2 separate regions of the Bicyclus anynana genome follow, and region 1 is linked to region 2. The links are chromatin contacts, called in public Hi-C maps. All regions are on one chromosome and are shown on one strand. The core of a region is the stretch at or near the end of the contact, and the rest is flanking DNA. Distances in the headings are between cores, read along the strand shown. Region 1 overlaps LOC112046535 (cGMP-dependent protein kinase, isozyme 2 forms cD4/T1/T3A/T3B). Region 2 overlaps LOC112046535 (cGMP-dependent protein kinase, isozyme 2 forms cD4/T1/T3A/T3B).

The links. Hi-C and Micro-C count contacts between places; a contact is called where the count stands out from the background.
Region 1: a Hi-C map of whole body shows a contact between it and region 2, with 3 times the contacts expected there. The contact joins two enhancer-like sites. A contact is called at or near these places in 2 of 2 Hi-C or Micro-C datasets (whole body and whole larva).

The regions. Positions count from the first base shown.
Region 1 is chr19:10,587,767-10,591,335 of ilBicAnyn1.1, reverse strand. LOC112046535 (cGMP-dependent protein kinase, isozyme 2 forms cD4/T1/T3A/T3B) reads right to left here. Exons shown (of 12, transcript XM_024083203.2): 3 at 1,999-2,165. Among protein-coding and RNA genes, the nearest start is that of LOC128199180, 19 kb to the right of the region's middle. Within about 2 kb of position 2,020, at least 8 of the 8 cell types and tissues checked have open chromatin away from gene starts, as enhancers often do.
Region 2 is chr19:10,480,611-10,484,443 of ilBicAnyn1.1, reverse strand. All of the region lies in intron 1 of LOC112046535 (cGMP-dependent protein kinase, isozyme 2 forms cD4/T1/T3A/T3B), which reads right to left. Among protein-coding and RNA genes, the nearest start is that of LOC112046535, 43 kb to the right of the region's middle. Within about 2 kb of position 2,128, at least 6 of the 8 cell types and tissues checked have open chromatin away from gene starts, as enhancers often do.

The DNA of each region.
Region 1 (3,569 bases), core at 771-3,270, 110 kb before region 2:
TGTGTTGTATTGATATATATTTTTTAATACTATTTATTTGTACACCACAATAAATAAAAGAAAACAAGCAAAACAGAAACATAAGAAAAAGTAGAATACAAAATTCGGCCTTATCGCTTATAGTAGCGATCTCTTCCAGGCAACCTTAGGCTTAGGAACTTATTAAATTATTATTAATTTTTTGCCTTTTGAACCGGTAAAGGTTTGCTAGAAGTTGACTTTTTAAAAATGCTCGTAAATTAAGCCAACTGGAAATAAACAGATTTTAACTTTTAACTTTTCGTCGTTTCGTTCGCGGATGTCAGCAATCTAGATCTCTTTCGTTTCCTAGGCGTGGAGTAACTAACTACTTCCAAGTAAAAGACCGGTCAAGTAAGGCTAGGTTAAGCCAAAAAAGTAGGAGTACTTACCTTGCATAAATTCCCAAAAAGGCATTTACAAAATGGTTTTGTATTGAATGGGTGTTTTCTCTACTACGAGTAGGTATGTAGGTATATTACTCTTACAATGGAGTATCAAAACATTTGGACACAAATTTCATATTTAGGCAGATTTAAAAAATGTCTATTAACTTCCAAATATAGAAGCGACCTCGATACCGAATCAAAACAACTTTTTGCAGTGTAACCTCTTAACCTTCAAACAGATTGATATTTTTCAATAAGTTCTTTGGTCATTCATTTCAAATTAAATCATGCTGCTTGATAAAAAGATGAATAAGAAATTTATTTTAGACCGAAAGATTTTCTAATTGATCTAAATCGACTTAAAGTAAATCTTCAGTTTTTATGTAATTTGAGTTAGGTATTTGTTTTTTTAAATAATTCTACTGTTCTAAATAATTTGACTTCCATTAACTTGTTTATGGTATTTATCTTCTATTAAGAGTAGCAAAAATAAAAATATCGTTAAACCATTATATAAGTGAATCTACAATAAAGCCGAATAGGGATGATGACAGTACAAATTGTATATAAATTAGGAGTAGGTAACAGGATATCTGCGATCATTATTTATCAACAAACAAATTAAAAATGAAGGTAGAAAACTCATGTAATTTCATATATAATTTACCTACATAAAATTATGTATTGTTTTTGTATGAAATTTGATTGAAAATCTTGTCAAAATTGTCATTAATTTAGGTACAACTTTCAAAAGGCAACAGGTAGGTTTATGGTACTACTCTCAAGAGATGAGCACCACAAGATGTCATGAAATACACTGGATTTCGCACCAAACACGCCATAATACAAATACATAAAATCCCGCAGAACGTCTCACGACAGATTGCAGGAATAAGGAGAGATAAAAAAAAATAGGTACAAGTTAGGTAATTTTAAGTATTATTAGGAAATGACTAGCAAATCGTTAGTTATTATACCCTAATTTTTAATGTGTTTGTTGATAAACATTGCACATCGAGTTTACCTTTAGTATAGTACCTACAGTATTTACATCAGAATGTATAAGGTTTCCCTCACCTACTCCCGTGTCTCGCAAGAAAAGTTGGTGTCGCTGCTGTTTTTCCGCTTTCGCGTTGAGAGAAAGTTATCAACGAGGCACAACAACTTTACTGTCGTCGATATATTATTAAAAAAACTCAATTTATAAGTATCTACTTCTATTTATTGGATTAAACTTTAAGATAAAAGTAAGCTTCTTAAGTACATTCTACAATAATAATAACAATTTGTAGATTTCTTTCTAATAATTGTAACTATAATTTTACTACACGACAAATCTAAATATTGTGAATTATTTTTTTTTAATGATTTTACATCTAAAACGTGTTGCTTTTAGGTAGAAAAACAAATAAAAATATTCCTTTCTTTTAGTTTTGTTGCCATCTATATTGATTGTATGGAACTAATAGCTACTTTGTTAGTTGTAATAGTTTAGCTACTGCTCAACAGATGGCGCGTAACGTAAAAGCGCTAAGTCTAAGTCTGCTAATCTACACTAGATGGCGGTATAATAAATATGTTGTAACCTTACCTTCCATAACGTACACGATGCTGCCAACATCTCCTTCTTTGATGATGAGACTGCCGGCGGCATATTCAACTGGATACATGCAGTCCACAATCTCTCTAATCTGCGTCATCTCTAGGTTCTTCATGAAGTCGTTATCCAGGATTGCACTCTTGATTAACTCCCGAGATCTGGTAAAATAAAAGGAAACATTATTAAAACTGTACAATTTAAATTTTAAAAGATATTTGTTTTTATATTTATCTAATTTATAATGATAATCCAGTCGCAGTGTTAACTCACGTGATTTGCACCACCACTGCCTTCGATTCGGAGTGCATAGGTTCGAATCTGGTATGGGGCATACACGTCACAACATTTCATTTATGAGCATTTTAAAAAATAAATTAAATACGACGAGTATCAAACGTGAGGAAACCTGCAACCTAGTAATTTTCTCAATTCTCTACGTGTGAAGTCTACCAATCCGCATTGGGCCAGCGTGGTGGACTATTAGCCTAACCCCCCTCTCATTCAGTAGAGGCAGTGCCGGATTAAAGTAACTTGATGACCTAAACAATCTTCTCCTATATTCCTAAATAAAATACAAATAATGATTAAAAAAATATAGTCATACGTAGGTGTAATAAGTATCAATCAACGTCAATTGATTTCGCTCGTTTTTTTTCGTCTCTGGTGCCCGAAGATGGAATGTCCTGGCCTAGTTCGGACTACTGAAGTATTTTAGTCGAGTACGAACAATTTTTGTGCTTTAAGCGATTGCTTGTATTCTGTGCTAATAAGCTAATAATCCAGCACTGATGAGACGAGATTCGTACGTTATAGTGAACCAAATATAATGTTAATGATGGCATCTATTCGAGTGTGTTCTGGGTTCTTTTTTATAAATCCAAGATGGCGTGTTGTGAATGTTAGATGAGTCTCGGTAATTGGTTCCCGAGAACTGTAATGGTAGGTTCATATTATCCGTAATTAATACTAAGTGTATAAAATAATGAAAACGAGTTGCATCCGCATTCAAAGCGGTTTCCATCATTATATTTTATTTATAGTAAGTTCAATTACTTTGTTTACTAGACTTGATTATGTAAGGCAGGTAAATTATATTAAAATTAATTTATCCATTTAGATATTTATTATTTAGTAGCGTCCGCGTGGAATTCAGTTCTTTACAAATCCCGCGGGAACCATGGATTTTTCCGGGATGAAAAGTAGCCTATGTGTTAATCCAGACTAAAATCTATTTCCATACCAAATTTCAGCCAAATCGCTTCAGTAGCCGCAGCGTAAAAGAGGAACAAACATACTTACACACTTTCACACTTCACACAAAATTTCGCCTTTATAATATTAGTGTAATTAGTGTGATGTGAAGTGTGATTATGTAATCATTAACTCTATAATACGACTTTTCTATAAGCTTGCGTTTAATAAAAACTTTGAACTTATTGAAAAACGTGTCCGCTGTTTCAAGTGGCAGTTTATTATAAATTGTATGCAATTACCCTTAAAAGAATTACTGTTACCCTTAAAAGAATTAATTGTGAGCGGGGCAGAGGGACGGACTGCGCGGG
Region 2 (3,833 bases), core at 879-3,378:
CTAAGGTTAGAATGAGGAATGGAAAAGAGGAGTTTCAAGTGAGCTAGAGTGCTTAATATGGTACTTATTCCAAAAACTAAATTTATTTCTTGCTTTGCTTGCTTGCTTGCCTTATATATTTTTTTTTGTTTACAAGTTAGCCCTTGACTACAATCTCACCTGATGGTAAGTGATGATGTAGTCTTTGATGGAAGCGGGGTATCTTGTAAGGAAAAGGATAAAAATCAACAACCCTTTCGGTTTCTACACGGCATCGTACCGGAACGCTAAATCGCTAGACGGTACGTCTTTGGCGTTAGGGTGGTAACTAGCCGCGTCTGAAGCCTCCCACCAGCCAGACCTGGACCAATTAAGAAAATCTCAATCTGCCCAGCCGGGGATCGAACCCAGGACCTCAGTTTTGTAAATCCACCGCGTCAAAGTGTAGCTTCCTAACAGTGAAAGCCTCCGTGGCGCATTGGTATACCCGGTGGACAACAACAAGAGGTCTTGGGTTCGATCCCCGGCTGGGTCGATTAAGGTTTTCTTATTTGTTCCAGGTCTGGCTGGTGGGAAGCTTCGGCCGTGGCTAGTTACCACCATACCGATAAAGACGGTAGGGAAACTAAATTCCACGCGGACGAAGTCCGTGGGCGTTGGCAAGTATGTTTATAAAATGTCTCTAAAACGCGAAAAAAAGAGATAATAGGAGGTGAAAATTATTGTTTGCACAAAATTATACACTTATATCAATAAGTATCTAAGTATCGTCCATTTTTCGGTTTTTACCATTTTATGTAATAGAGAAAAAAATAAATAACACTAATCCGACGGTCAAGTAGTTTTTCAGTTTAAAAAAACCGTCACACGTAAATAGATTGTTAACTATGCCTCTTTATAAATATATCTAAGCCTAATAAGAGTATAAAAAATAAACAAATAATACCTCACCTTAAAGAAACACGTAACGTAACGAAAAACTAATTTCGAAGTTAACGAATAAACTATTTTCGAAGTTCCAATAATAGATAGCTTCAACACAACACAACACTTGCACTTTAAAACTCAACCGTCATCGATAACTTCCCGTTTTGCTAACCGTTCCGTTTTTCTTTATCAGGGACTATTTCGACACTGCGTTGTATTCGTATCGGTCGAGACTCAAGACGTATAGATCAGACGTTGTATTCGTATCGGTCAAAACTAAGGATCAGATTAAGGATCAGCAGAGACGAGCGCGAGTTGACGCAGACTGACTGACAATAAATTCATATTGTACAAACGACAAGCGAACCAACTCATATTTACTAGTTTTAACCACTCGAGATACGAGTGCTGGCCAAGCTATGAGTGATAGCGTGCCTTAGCACAGATAATATTATCTGAAAAATTGTTGAGGATTAGGTGACATTAGAGGCGGAAATGCAGCCGGCTTACTTGGTAACAAGTTACGTGCATACAAAATCACCGCAAAAAAGTGATCCGAATTTAGCGACTGCACTGAGCGCATACATGCACAATTTTGTGTTTACTTACATTATATATTTATTAGGGTAGGGTAGAGGTAGGGTAGGGGTTTTGTAGGCTTAGGGTAAGAGTAGGTTAGGGGTAGGGTAGGAGTAGGTTAGTTGTAAATAGGGTAGGTTACTATCAGGGATGATTAGTGATCGATACTGATGCCAAAACTGCAATCAGTAAATTTTTGTTTGTCTGTATGTTCGTTATAGAAACAAAAACTACTCGACGGATTGAAACGAAACTTGGTACAATTATTCTTCATACTCCTGGGCAGGTTATAGTATACTTTTATCACGCTTCGATCAATAGGAGCAGAGCAGTGAAGGGAAATGTTGGGAAAACGGGAAAAGTTACCATTTTTACAGCGATACTACTAACTATACTGTAAAGCTGGGTTGAAGAGTTCTAAGGACGGACGAAGTCTGTATTTTTTTTCCTTCGCTGAAACGTTAAGTAGGTACGTTTAATTACGTTAAGTAAGTTTAATATCCGTAAACCTGCTAACCTATCTTTCAGCTTACTCGGAGCAACTAGGTGTCTATACTCTCTTCTCTCACTCTTACTTCTTAGTCTGTAGATACTTAAATAGGTACGAGATGTTTTCAGAACCCGTTTATTACTTGTACCAAGAACAATCCATCACATGCATCGCGAGTAGCCCGTACTTATCAATGTGTTTGCGCCGCAACCATTGGCGAGGTCGCGTATTTTGTGACTACTACTGGTAACGGAGAGAACACACAACCATTATAGAACAAAAAGGTCTATAAAAACCTCTGGTCAAACATATCTTGATATAACCTGTATTCACATTGTAAAAATCAAAAATTAAAATGAAAATTTTATTCACGAAATACATAAAATACAATATTTAAATATTAATACAAGCAATAAATATCTACATTTATTAAATTTTACAACAGCATGTTTAGATAGACGTAATGTTAATGAAGAGCCATCTGTGGACGAGTAGCGGTACTACGTGGTCGTATTATGAATTGTTATTTATCTTAAATAGATGGCGTCCTTAAATTACAATACATTCATAGAAAAAAAAACTTATTATTATTCTTGTTAGTTAGTTTTATATCACTACAACATTTATAACATAAATAAATAAAATGAGAACGAATAACCTACATAATTAGCGTTTGAGGTGACAATAACATGAATTCGTTATTTTTTTGAAGTTAAAGATAAAATTATAAACCCATTGCTTAACCTAAATAGCACTAACGCGACTGTTAAGATAACTCTTGGCTGTGAAGGTTAAACAGCTATTTATAGAACAGAATTAAATAACATTCCGTATTTCTTAAATATGTAAGACACGGAGAAATTACACAGGACTCACAATATGAATTAGTATGTAGGACACCCACTAAAACATAGTACCTAGGTAGTTACTGCTTCTACATAACTACCTAGGTACCTCGCAATATATTTTTTTTCTCTGGGAAAGCCACTTACGATCAAGTTATCATGAAGCCTACAAAACACTTAGAGATGTGGGCAATGAAAAAGATATCGTAACCATACTTAAAACGATATTTCGATATTAATGACTACATCACCAACCTTCCTTCAAACTTGACAGTAAACTTGATCGTTAGTCGCTGGTGTTATGATGATGAAGACATTATTTCCAATATCAGTGATCACGTGGGCACGGTTTGTTATCTGAGCTAAAAATATATCGCGGAAATATTAGGTCAATCTAGAGCAACCTACATGCATTTATTTATATTCTCATATCAGTGAGCTGTATAATAGCTGTATAATGTACACATTGAAACAGTTTCAGTATTATTTTTAGGTCACTATCAGCTGTGGTGTGCATAAGGGTTTGATTACAGTAAGCTTGCTTTGAGATTGACAATGGGGATGATGACTAGGTTTGAATATGTTGATTTTATGATACATTCGGGTTAATGAGGTCAATGTTAACTAATTTACACATAAAAAGCTAAGACTGACTGGATATTTGCAAAATAAATAAGATTATAAAATTTCAAAATCTACTAAAAATATTTCATCGTAATTAGATGAAAATTCATACAGTTTTAGCTTCCTTACATTAAATGTGACATTTTTTAATACATGAACTATAAACATAAACGCACAAATAACAAAGATATTAGTAATTTTGTTTAAACGCCCATGCAAATCTAACGATCATAAATTGCCTACGACGTCATAACCACCACCATTTTGTATGGGGCGTTTTTCAGGGATCCGCGGCAGCGCCGCAAATCTGTCCCTTTAAATCCCTGTAGCTCCGAAAGTAATGATCGCAGATACCCTGTTACTTTTACAAAATTACTATTAGCGTATTA